Linked DNA regions of Sus scrofa: region 2 is linked to region 1. A link is a contact called in public promoter capture Hi-C data. All regions are on one chromosome and are shown on one strand. Each heading gives the region's core, a stretch centred on a gene start, on an enhancer-like site or on the middle of the called end of the contact. The rest is flanking DNA. Distances are from core to core; before and after follow the strand shown. Region 1 holds the start of BSN (protein bassoon). Region 2 holds the start of UBA7 (ubiquitin-like modifier-activating enzyme 7).

Region 1 (5,970 bases), core at 2,559-5,058:
ATCCATCAGCTCTATTTTGGCATGTGAACCAATTCTCCTCCCATCTGGTCTTTCTGCAAAATGACTGCCATGTGTCATATGTCACACTGAAGTGGAAGAAAATATCTTTGGCAAGTGAAGTTTAGGGGGCTGGGAAACTTCCTCAGGGTCTCCAAGTCTATCCTGTCCCTGGCTGGGCAGTAGCTGGACCCAGGAGGGAATGGCACCAGACATATCACACAGCTGAGAGGTTTGCTCATTCACTTGTCATGAAGTCAAGCCTAGTGAACATCCTGGGGATGTTTCTCAAAACTGAGAAACTGAGATTTTGAAAGGAAGATTGGGGTACCATTAACCCAAACTTCCAGGTCCTCCTGGGTCCACTGTACTGTGTCCTTTGTCACCAAGACAGCAGAGACCCTGGAGGTCTGCTAACAGCCAGGAATTCACTCCGAGGAGGGCAACTCCCCAGGCCCACTGGCTGGGTAGGGCTAATTATCCCCATTGGAACCAGGGGCAGGTTGACTTAAATCTGTGCAAAGCCACAGCTCCTATAGCATCTACCAAAACAGATAAAAAACATCCTTCTCTACCCTGCTTTCAAGTGGCTCAGCCCACACTGACTGGTATCCGTGAACCAAAATGGCCAAGGTTGGGCCAAGGTCAGGTCACTGGCCTGCCCATAGTGCCTGTATACATGCTTTTCCGGGAGAGAAGATGTGGCAGAAAAAAACCCAAATCCCAGAGTGATCTCCAACAGACAGCAGTGAGTGATGGCTTGAATTGAGATCTCAATTCTCTGCTCAGGAATTGAACCTGGACAGCCTGGATAAAAACCAGGAATCCTAGCCACTAAGACTAGCTAGAGGCTGAGAGCAGAGTTGCTGTAATTCTTGGCCACTGTTGACAGCAAGAATGTTTCAAAGAGGCATAGATTGTGAAAACAGGTATAAAGTTTATTGTACAACATGTGGGAGAGCACACAGAGAAGTAGTTTTTATTTAAGTCAGAAGCAAAGAAATAATACACACCTGAAGGGGAGTGCAGGCGCGGCTGTCCCCGAGTGAGCAGTGCACTAGAGAGGTGATTTAACTCACTTATACAGGACAGTACTTCTGGGTGTTTGTTTACCTTTGGCCATATATCTTGTTTTATTTCTCACACCTGACTGGACACAGGCCCCTCCCCTTAATGCATGTACATCTTTTGGCAAAGACGGATTCCAGAGCAAGGGATGCTGGGACAGTATCAGGGCTTAATTATGGTCTGGTGCCCCCTCCTTTTTTTGATCCTTAGGGGTCTTACTGTGCATGGGTTATTGGGGAGCTCTTCTTGACACCAGGATCGAATGAAGTGGTCAATCTTATCTTTCTACTCTAGTAGAGCTCAGCTCCAGCTCTTAACTTTCTTCTTGAGGTGTTAGAGAGGCAAGGCCCAATCTACTTGGCTTAACAAGTCCCAGCTGTTTTCAGCCCAGGGGCTCATCTACCTCCTACCTCAAGATCACCCACCAGAGAACCAATTAATAATAAAGTTGATCATGTGACAGAGTTCCTGTCGTGGCTCAGTGCAAATGAATCTGACTAATATCCATGAAGATGCAGGTTCAATCCCTGGCCTTGCTCAGTAGGTTAAGGATCTGGTGTTGACATATACTGTGGTGTAGGTTGCAGACATGGCTCGGATCTGGCATGGCCGTGGCTGTGGTGTAGGCCAGCAGCTGCAGCTCTGATTCAACCCCTAGCCTGGAAACTTCCATTTGCTGTGGGTGTGGCTCTAAAAAAAGAAGAAAAAAAAAAGTTGGTCATGTGTATGCCAGGCACTTGTTGGTATGTTTTACTTACATTAGCCACTCCACTCTCACAACCAAACACACACCCCCACCCAGTTAAGAGAGGCTAATATTATAACCTTTTTTTTTTTTTTTTAATGTCTGCACCCGTGGCATATGGAAGTTCCCAGGGCTACAGGTTGAATTGGAGCTGTAGCTGCTGGCCTACGCCACAGCAAGCCTTATCTTCGACCTATGCTGTGGCTTGTGGTGATGTTGGATCTTTAACCCCCTGATAGAGGCCAGGGATTGAATTTGCATCCTCATGGACACATGTTGGATTCTGAACCTACTGAGCTACAATGAGAACTACTATTATTCTAACTTTGCAGGCTAGGAAATGGAGGCTTTGTGAGCCTAAGTCAGTTGCTAAGATCCCATTTGGGAAGTGGCACAGCTGAAACATGGATCCTTGTAGAGCCTAGATGAGCACCAGATACAAAGATGATTCAAACACAGGAGGAAACACAGTGAAGACCATCATAACACAGGCAGAGAGGCTCTCATCATCCCAGGCAGCAGAGTCAGTCAATTCAGGGATCCAAGCTTCAGGAGCTCCATCCCAGAGGTTGAGGGAGCAGATAAGAATGCATGGGAAGGCCCAGCCAAAGTCTGTCCATCAGCCTGGTTATCAGTGTTCATTGGGTTTTCTGAGTTATTCCAGGTCAGGTTAGAAATGCTGACATCACATTTGATTTATTCTTCATCATTAGCAGAATTAAATGGGTTTGTAAAATAGGTCCAAGTTTACTCAAGTTCTTCTTCACAGCCATGATTGATTGATTGATTGATTGTCCTTATAGGGATGCACCCGTGGCATATGGAGGTTCCCAGGCTAGGGATCTAATTGGAGCTGTTGCCTCCGGCCTATGCCACAGCTGAACCACATCTGCGACCTACAATACAGCTTATGGCAACACCAGATCCTTAACCTACTGAGCGAGGCCAGGATTGAACCCGCAACCTCATGGTTCCTAGTCGGATTCGTTTCTGCTGTGCCATGACAGGAACTCGTACACAGCCATGATTTATGAAGCCAGGAAGTTTGGAGTATAGTCTGGATCTTCTAAGAAGTATTCTCTCTCAGGAAAGTACAGGTTTGTGTAAGAAGCCAGGAGGCAGAGTAGTATGCAGACACCGAAGTCTGTAAACTGAGGTAATGGAAAAATAATTTGGTGAGCTCTCAGGTTAATGCAGAGGCAGCCTGCAGCCCCTCGTCTAGACAGTCCCTGGGAACCACAGCCCAAGGACTCTAAGAAACATCAACTCCTTTTCCTCATCCTCAAGGTCACTGTCCCAGGGCCTGCTGAGGCAACCTTCCATCTGGCTTCAGGCCAGCCCTGACACACCCTCCACCTTTCCCAGGGACACTTCCTGAAACTCCTTCCCCTGGGACAAGGGCTCAGCATGAAACCCAGATGGTTCCCATGGCGACATCTGGATAAAGTCTTCAATCCCTTTGAGACCCTCATAACCAGTCCCATCACCCAGCATCCTTTATCTCAGTCCTTCCATGACAATGCGCCTCTGAACACACTTGTTCATTTATTTCTCCAACTCCTAAACATCCTTTGATGCTACACTCAGTGACCCCTCTCTGAGGCCTGTTCCCACGAAGTCTGCCAGTTGGGACCCTGAAGTTACCCAAATGAGAGCTCCCATTCCTGAGTTCTCTGAGGCAGTAAGCGTCACTGACTCCAGGGCAGGGTACGGCGGGTCGCCCTCACAGCCCTTTCTCGTGGTCTGTGTCTCTCCAATCCTGGTTTGATCGGATGCTCCTGCCGACACTTGCTGGGCCCCGGATAGCGAACGCCGGCTTTGGCGGCCCCGGAAGGCGCATGCGCGGGCCAAGGCGGCTGTTTCCCCGCCACTCCGCCGGGGGCTCTTGGACACGCGTCCTCACCAGCAGGAGGGAGCGCGCGCGTGCGTGGGGTGGGGGTGTGTACAGGGAAGAGGCACGAGGGCCGCGCATGCGCAGCGGCAGGCGGCGGCGCGAGCCGAGCTGGGAGATGGCGGCGGCGGCGGCGGCGGCGCGGAGCGTGTGAGCAGCTGCCCGGGAGCCGCCGGCCCGGGCCCAGTGCGACCTCGGCCCCGCCCGTCTGCCCGCCATGGGCAACGAGGCCAGCCTGGAGGGCGGCGTTGGCGAAGGGCCGCTGCCGCCCGGAGGCTCCGGCCCCGGCCCCGGCCCGGGCCCCGGGGTAGGGAAGCCGCCTTCAGCACCGGCTGGCGGCGGACAGCTCTTGGCAGCAGGCGGGGCACGGGCTACCGCCGGACCACCGGGTCCAGGCCCCGGCCCCGGCCCCGGCCCCGGCCCTGGCCCGGGCAGGTAAGCGCAGGGCAAGGCGCCCGGGGGCGGGAACTGCAGCCTGAGGCCGAAGCTGGGGCCCACGACCCTGCAGTCTAGTCTGGACAGCGAGATCGGACGTCCAGCTACACTTTGAGCCCAGTCGGACTGACGTGAGCCGAGTGGTCAGTCGCGAGAAGCATCCCTTCCATTACAGCCGTCCTGCCTTAGTAAAGCAGGATGGTGAGCGCAGGGTCAGTCTGGGCCTGCAGACCGTGACTCCGTCACGAACCCCAAATTCGCTTTCCCCCAGTGCCAGGCTAAGGAGGGGCTTATGTAACCTCAGCCTGGTTCTTCTGCACTGGGAAGCAGTGGGATGGAAAACGTCTTCCCTGTCTGCTTGTGTCTGCATTTGTCCATTGTGTTGGGCCAAGGAAAGAGCACAATGGGAGTGGCTGTCAGGGAAGATAAGTGTCACTGCGAGGAGCAGAAAGATATGGAAATAGTTGAACCATGAACTTGGTCATACGCTTTCCTCAGGCATTTAGTAGTCAAAATCATCTTTGGAGGAAGGGAAAGTGGTACTGGACACCACAAGGTACTTATTTAGGCTCAACAATAGTAACAGGGTCATGTGCTTTCATCATGGTTTAGTGAAACACTTTGGGGTGAAGCAAAAATGCTGTTGAATCATCTAGAACCGAGTATGTTCATGTTGTCTTATGACTTAGGTTACCACTCAAATCAGTGGAATGCTTTAAACAGACATATCTGATCAAATACTCTAAAACCAGCTTGTTTAAAATGTATGCCAGTTGAGGTTGTATAAACAATCAAGTGGAAAGGAAATGCAGAGGAAGAAAATGGCAATCTATAATAAATTAGTAGACTGAACACTCAGGAAAGCTACCAAGAGACAAGATAAAATGGAAGCACTGTCTTTACACCAAATAGAGCTGGGAAGTAGCAAAACCCAGGGGTGCTTCTGAGTCCATATGAGTCTGCTGATAATGTTGCCTTGGCTTTTCTATGTGGGGGCACATAAACTGTGAGGGAGCATAATTTTTTATTCTTCAGCTGCCCAGCTGTGCCTCTTACGGGTTTATTTCCTCAGAAGTCATTTCTTAGACAACTAACAGAAATGAAAGGGTCTTAGTAGCCTGAAACCTGCCACAGACAGGCCAGCCTGTGAACATCTCTTTTGGAAGGGGGATTTACCCATTTTATATTAGCTATTATGGTAATGCTAATAGCTATCTGTGTTTGTTAGCACACCGTTCTTAGTACTGCAAATACTGTCCATTTTGCTGCGCATTGAGCTGCTCTTTGAGTTTTAGCTTGAGGAAGGCTCACTTAGGCTTTAGAGCTTTCCTTCCAAGGGAAAGCATCTACAGCAGAGTGGAAAAACACCTTGTTATTAGGAGTTTTCTATATGGGGAATCCAGTGTTTCTCTTCTGGTAACCAAACAGGCTGCTGTGCTTGGTGTTTATCTGATGTTGCAGAGCCAAGCATGTGAGATTTTGGAAAGACTTGGGCAGCTCAAAGGGACAGAAAGTGGTTAGTGCCTACTCATATTCCTTCCCAGTATTTCATTTCTTCCCTGTCTATATGTTTTGCTACAGGGTAGACCCACAAACTACAGTGGGTTAAGGAACCATGATCTCCTGCTGTATTTAGCAGTCATATAATCTTGCTCCTGGCTGTGGGCAAGACACACACATGGGCTGTGGTGCTAAGGTCCTACAGTTGTTAAGCGCAGGTGGTGAGCTGGCTATTTTTCACCAAAGCTCAGGATTGGGGGCTCGTAGGAGATGGAATTTATTCTTTTAGCTGATATTCAGCTTGTCACATCACCTCAGCTGAGCTGTACCTCCA
Region 2 (5,970 bases), core at 1,358-3,857, 230 kb after region 1:
CTCAAGCTACCAGCACTGCTCAGGGCGACTGTCCGCACTAGAGCCTCATCCAGCTGCTCTTCCAATGGCTCTCCTTCTGTCCCCTTCAGTGGTTCCAGGGCCCGGGCCAGGTCCACCACCATCTCTGTATCAACCTATGGAGTAGAACTCTGTGGCTACAGCAGCCCATGCCTGTGCTTCACTCCCTATTTGAATCTTTCAGGCAGCCATCCACCCTGTTCCACAGAAGAGAAAGCAGAAGCCAGAATGGGGAGGACCCACCAGAGGCTGCCCAGTGCCAGACAACAGTCCTGGAGGCATCCCCAAGCTGGGGGCCGCTTCCAGGCAAGACCCAAGAAGTTAGGAGTAGCATGGGTCCCCAGGCGTTGTGCCTGGCCCTTTCATGGACCCAGCCTCTGGCCTAAAGATAGTGTTTATCATCTCTTTTATATGAGTGGAAAACTGCTTCTAGGTTCAGACGTGGATCTGTAAGACAGTTATTGTTGCCTCCTGATAGGTGAAGCCTCGCTAAGATGGAGATGGGGGACATCAGGGCCACTCACAGGATCCCAGGGCTGAGGACGGCGGCCGCTGAGTTCCTGGAACTTGTGCAGTGCACGGAAGGCCTGATGCAGGCAGTGGGCCCGGTGAACTTCCTGGGAACTCTGGGCCACCACACGGGGCTGGAGCAGGGCTACGTCCAGGGGCTCCTGCAAGAGGCACTCAGTTCAGGGTCAGGTCCAGAACACTGCGGGTCCCTTGAGGTGCCCAAGCCCACAACTTCAGATGCACTTAAACTCACATGGCTCACAGTCTTGGATTTCTTAACCTCAGTGATAACTCCACCACGCAAGTAACGAGAGAAGGTGGATGTGTCCTCAATCTCCAAGGTCCCGTCCTCTGGGGGAGATCCAGCCTAGTCAGTATGACCTCTAAACCTGAGTAGGTCCCCACACTCCACCTGTCTTGCATCTACGTCCTCAATGTTGCTCCACCCTGAGGAAGGTGGAGGGAGGACTTATTTCCATGGATCAGGCTGTGTCCACCCCCGGGGGGACTGGGCACTGAGCCTGGAGTTAGAGTGGGGTTGACTCACCCCGCACGCGGAGAGGCCAAGGAGCACAGTTGTTGAGCTCCACCATGCCTTCAATGCCAGAGAAAGTCACCAAATCCCCGTTGTGGAAGTGATGGGCATCAGCCTGTTCTCTCAGAGTGAGAATGCCAGGGGAGCCCTGGACAAGAGGTGGCTTGCTCAGGGCTGCCTGTCCCTGCCTCTCTCAGGCTCTAGCAGCCCCTCCTTAGTCAGTAGGTGAGTGCCCCCACCTTAGCACCCACCTGAGAAATATGCTGGATGGCAGCTGTCAGGGGTTCTGCCTCTGTTGGCTCCTGCACAGTGAAGTTCTCACCAAAGTCGCAGAACAGCTGCCTGTTGGGGAGTGGGGGGGAGGCAGAGGTCATTGAGATGGCTGAGTAGTTGAGTGGCACAGTTGTGGTGAAAGGTGAGGGATATCAGGGCAAGCCCAGAGGAATAGGGGAAGAATGCTGGGAGGGGCATGGAAGCTGGTTTGAAGGATTTACTGGAGCAAGTCTGGAGGCTGAGGTAGAGGAAGCACATGGATGGGACTAGGGTCCATAATCAACAAGGGTTGCTGGGACAGGCATGGCATTGAGTGGTGGGATTCTGAGCAAGCCTGGAGCTGGGGACAGCAATGGGACCAGTTGCAACCTAAGATATGGCAGGCTAAGCAAGCCGTCTTACCCAACGAGGCCTCGGGTATCAGCTACCAGAAAGCAGATTCCATGCTTGTGGCAGAAGCTGCCCACCTTCAGCTGCTCCTCCAGCTTCAGGGCAGTCAGCACTACCACCTGGGTGGACCTCATTATCAGCAGGGCCAGAACCACTGTGAGCCCACCCTGCTGCTACGGGCTGGAAGAGGGACTGGCCTGGCCTGGCAAGTAGGGCTGGGAGGGCACCTGGAAGTGCAGCAGCAGATCCTCGGTGATGTCACCCTTGTGGATGCACACCTGAACAGCTCCATTGAGCTTAGCCAGAAGTTCTTGAGATGCCTCAGCCCTGCTCCTTCCTAAGTCCTGCTCTGAGAGGAAAAACTAAAGACAGACCCAGTCCAGCTTAAACAAGGAATTTTCTCTTGGGCCCTACCCCCACTCTGGTGTGGGAACCCAGAGCCCCCAGGACCCTCACCTGGGCAGCCAGGTCAGACCAGCAGGTAGGGTGGGGATCATGAAGAGTGAGGCTGCCTATTCCCATCAGGACCAAGTTTTTGGCTATCTCAGCCCCCAGGCCCTGAAGGCCTGACAGCAGCACCTTGGCTCCCTGAATCCTCTCCATGGCTGGCAAACCCAACACATACCTGTGGGTGGAAGTAAGAACATAGGCAGTTGGAGAGCAGAAGGCAGAAGGCCACCCTGCCCTCCTCCCCACCTCGGGCCTCACAGCTGCCGAGAGTACAGCTCTTCATCCAGCAACTTGGAGGTTTCCTGGACATCCATCCTGAGGCTGGGAAACAGGCTGCAGTGCTTGTAGATAGGGTCTGTGTGGGAGGCAGTGCCACGGGAAGCAGTGCTATGGGAGGCGGTGCACAGCTGTGACTGGCGCAACAGGTCACAACTTTCTTCCTGGCTTCTCTGTCATTTTGGGGAAAGCAGAAGTGAAAGTGAAACTAGACAGAGCAAGCTCCTGGCCCTGCCCCCAGCCTAGCCTGGTAAAGATGAGTTCCGGCAGCCCTCAGGCACTGGCAAAGTGGGACAGAGATCCTGGACATTTACACCCTTTGGGGAAGCAGGTAATTCTCTTGAGGAAGGGTACATGGTAGGGTTCCATGTACCTCCTATAGCTCCCTAGATGTCCCAAACCTCAGGCCCCTAACCCCCTGCCTGAATGGGTTTCCTGCCGCAGAGAGCTGGTGAGAACTCCCTTATCCTGAGGACTCGCCTGGCCTCTTATTCACACAGAGACTTAGACACCCTAGAGGGCAGAGCCATCCCATCCCAGAGGCTGTGAGAGTTTATGGGATTACTGTTGTCCCACCCCCCAGGGGACTGCCTGGACATAGTATCAGATCCTTTAGGTTAAGGGATCAGTCCTACAAGACTGTGCCCTCTCCTCCCACTTTATGTGTGTATTTAGGTTTTTTTCTTTTAAGAGCCACACCAGTGGCACATGGAGGTTCCCAGGCTAGGGGGTTGAATCAGAGCTGTAGCCACTGGCCTACACCACAGCCACAGCAATGTGGGATGCGAGCCAGGTCTGTGACCTACACCACAGTTCATGGCAATGCTGGATCCTTTTACCTGCTGAGGGAGGCCAGGGATTGAACCTGCATCCCCATTGATACTAGTCGGATTTGTTTCCTCTGCGCCACAACAGAAACTTCCCAAATATTTATTTCTTAATATAAATCACTATATCGGAGTTCCCATTGTGGCACAGTAGAAATGAAACTGACTAGTAATTATGAGGTTGCAGGTTTGATTCCTGGCCTTGCTCAGTGTGTTAAGGATCTGGCGTTGCCGTGAGCTGTGGTGTAGGTCGCAGACATGGTTCAGGTCCTGTCCAGGCAGCTGTAGCTCTGATTAGACCCCTAGCCTGGGAACCTCCATATGCTGCAAGTGTGGCTCTAAAAAGAGAAGAAAAAAAAAATCACAATATCACATTTTCTATCTCTATTTTATTTGTATCTATTCCAACCTTTATTATATCCTTTCTTCTGCCAGCTTTTGGTTCAGTTTGCTCTTCTTTTTCCAGTTCCTTGGGGTGTACAGTGGAGTTATTGACTTTAGGTCTTCTTTCTTTGGCTGTACCTACAGTATGTAGAAGTTCCTGGGCCAGGGATCAAACCCCCATCATAGCAGCAATCCAAGCCATTGCTGTGACAGCACCACCAATCCTTAACCTGCTACGCCACAAGGGAATTCCAATCTATCTTTCTTCCTTCCTTTCTTTCTCTTCCTTCCATCCTTTCTTTTTCTTTTCTGCTTTAATGGCCTCACCTCTGGCAAATGGAAGTGCCCAGGCCAGGCAGCTCTTTTTAAAAAATGTAGATGTTCATAGCTACAAATTTTCCTCTCAGTACAGATTTTACTGCATCCCATAAATTTTGATATGTTGTGTTTTCATTTTCAATCATTTCAAGGTATTTTATCATTTCCCTTGTGAGCCCTTCTTTGATCAATTGATTAAGGGTGTGTTGTTTGAGAGTCATGGGATGATGACAGAGGAGAAAGCTGTGGAAACCCATCCTTCCACTGAAAGAATAATTGAGCTTGCCAAAACTGTCCAAAACAATTACTTTGGAAATTTGGAGTAAGATACAACATTTTTACTATCCATGGGAGAGATTGATGAAGAGGATGGTAAATTTCAGTAAATTCTGGTGAATTTCTGCTTTTCTCATAACCACTACTACACCTTAAGGACCCATGTGGAGAGTTTCCATATGCTCCCTCATACCTTACACACATAATTTCCCCTATTGAGGGATATCCTGGTTGACCCCCAATTTGGGGCAATTATGAATAAAGCTATTATAAACATTTATGTGCTGTCAAGTGTGAACATAAGTTTTAAACTCATCTGGATAAATATCCAGGACCACAATTGTTGGGTTATGATAACACTATGTTCAGCTTTGTAAAAAATTGCCATAGTGTACAATTTTGCACTCCTACTAGCAATGAATCAGAGTTCTTGTTGTTCCACATCCTTGCTAGCATTTGGTATTGTCAGTGTTTTGAATTTTTGTTTTGTTTTTTGCCATTTCTTGGGCCACTCCCATGGCATATGGAGGTTCCCAGGATAGGGGTTGAATCAGAGCTGTAGCTGCCAGCCTACACCAGAGCCACAGCAACACGGGATCCGAGCCGTGTCTGCGACATACACCACAGCTCATGGCAATGCCGGATCGTTAATCCACTGAGCAAGGCCAGGGATCGAACCCGCAACCTCATGGTTCCTAGTCAGATTCGTTAACCACTGCGCCAGTGGTTAACTCCCAGTGTTTTGAATTTTGGCTATTCGAATAGATGTATAGTACTAATATCATTGCTATTTTATTTTTTTTGGCCATGCCCATAGTATGCAGAATTTTCCAGGCCAGAGATCAAACCTAAGCCACAGCAACGACACAAGACACTGCAGTTGCAACGCCAGATCCTTAACCTGCTGCACCATAAGGGAATTTCTTGTGTATTTAATTTAAATTTTTCATTGCTGATCTGTAAGAAGGCAACTGACATTTGTGACTCTGGTGAATCTTTCAGTTATTATACTTTCCAGTTTCAAAATTTGTCAGTAGTAGTTTCTGCCAAAATCTTTTATCCCCCCTGTGAATGGGCCATATTTTCCTGTTTATTTGTATGCTTTGTAATTTTTTGGTTGAGAATTGGATATTCTAAGTATTATATTGTGGTAACTCTGTACATTAGGTTCTCCTACTCCTCAGAGATTGCTAGATTTTGCTTCCGTTTGTGACTTTCCACACTATTTTTGCAAAGTGTGTGTTCCTTGTGTATGGACATTGAAGTTTCTTTTCCGTTATCTCTACAGTTAGTTAGTGACCTGACAAAGTTTTTCTGGCTAGAAAACAAACAAACAAACAAACAAAAAAACCGGCACTAGGCATTCCCCTGGCCCTTTAACTCTTCTGATAGATGCCACCACCAGGCAAGCTTTAGCAGCCCAGAGGGCTAAAACCAAAGCAAGCTTCTCAGATTATCTCCAGACCCACCAAAACACACAGCCTCAGGTTTTTTAGAGGACAAGGTCCTTACTGTCCACCGTGGCACCAGTCCACTCTGCTGCTTTCAGAACTGGAGCTGCCACCCTCACAACCATGATAGAGTGGATCTGAGGAATGAGGAATGGTGTCTGGTTCAAGCACATCCAATACTCTTCTTTGTTGTCAGATCAGGCTCCAGAGTTCTGAAATAGTTAATTACAATTGTTCTTTCCAAGTTCTATGTATCTAAGTT

Evidence for each region. Promoter capture Hi-C pulls out the DNA fragments that hold promoters and counts their contacts.
Region 2: a promoter capture Hi-C map of fetal liver shows a contact between it and region 1, with 3 times the contacts expected there. The contact joins the promoter of UBA7 here to the promoter of BSN in region 1. A contact is called at or near these places in 2 of 5 promoter capture datasets (fetal liver and liver) and 1 of 2 datasets of contacts at active chromatin or transcription factors (alveolar macrophages).

What each region holds. Positions count from the first base shown.
Region 1 is chr13:32,103,159-32,109,128 of Sscrofa11.1, forward strand. BSN (protein bassoon) reads left to right here and starts at 3,809. Exons shown (of 12, transcript XM_021068762.1): 1 at 3,809-4,136. The coding sequence starts at 3,919.
Region 2 is chr13:32,338,656-32,344,625 of Sscrofa11.1, forward strand. It overlaps UBA7 (ubiquitin-like modifier-activating enzyme 7), which reads right to left and starts at 2,608. Exons shown (of 25, transcript XR_306784.3): 1 at 2,435-2,608; 2 at 2,183-2,351; 3 at 1,954-2,088; 4 at 1,739-1,845; 5 at 1,315-1,405; 6 at 1,076-1,211; 7 at 782-879; 8 at 543-689; 9 at 1-134. TRAIP (E3 ubiquitin-protein ligase TRAIP) reads right to left here. Exons shown (of 31, transcript XR_002337524.1): 16 at 5,770-5,920; 17 at 2,435-2,625; 18 at 1,315-2,351; 19 at 782-1,211; 20 at 543-689; 21 at 1-134. LOC106505605 (a long non-coding RNA gene) reads left to right here and starts at 2,649. Exons shown (of 5, transcript XR_001300181.2): 1 at 2,649-2,783.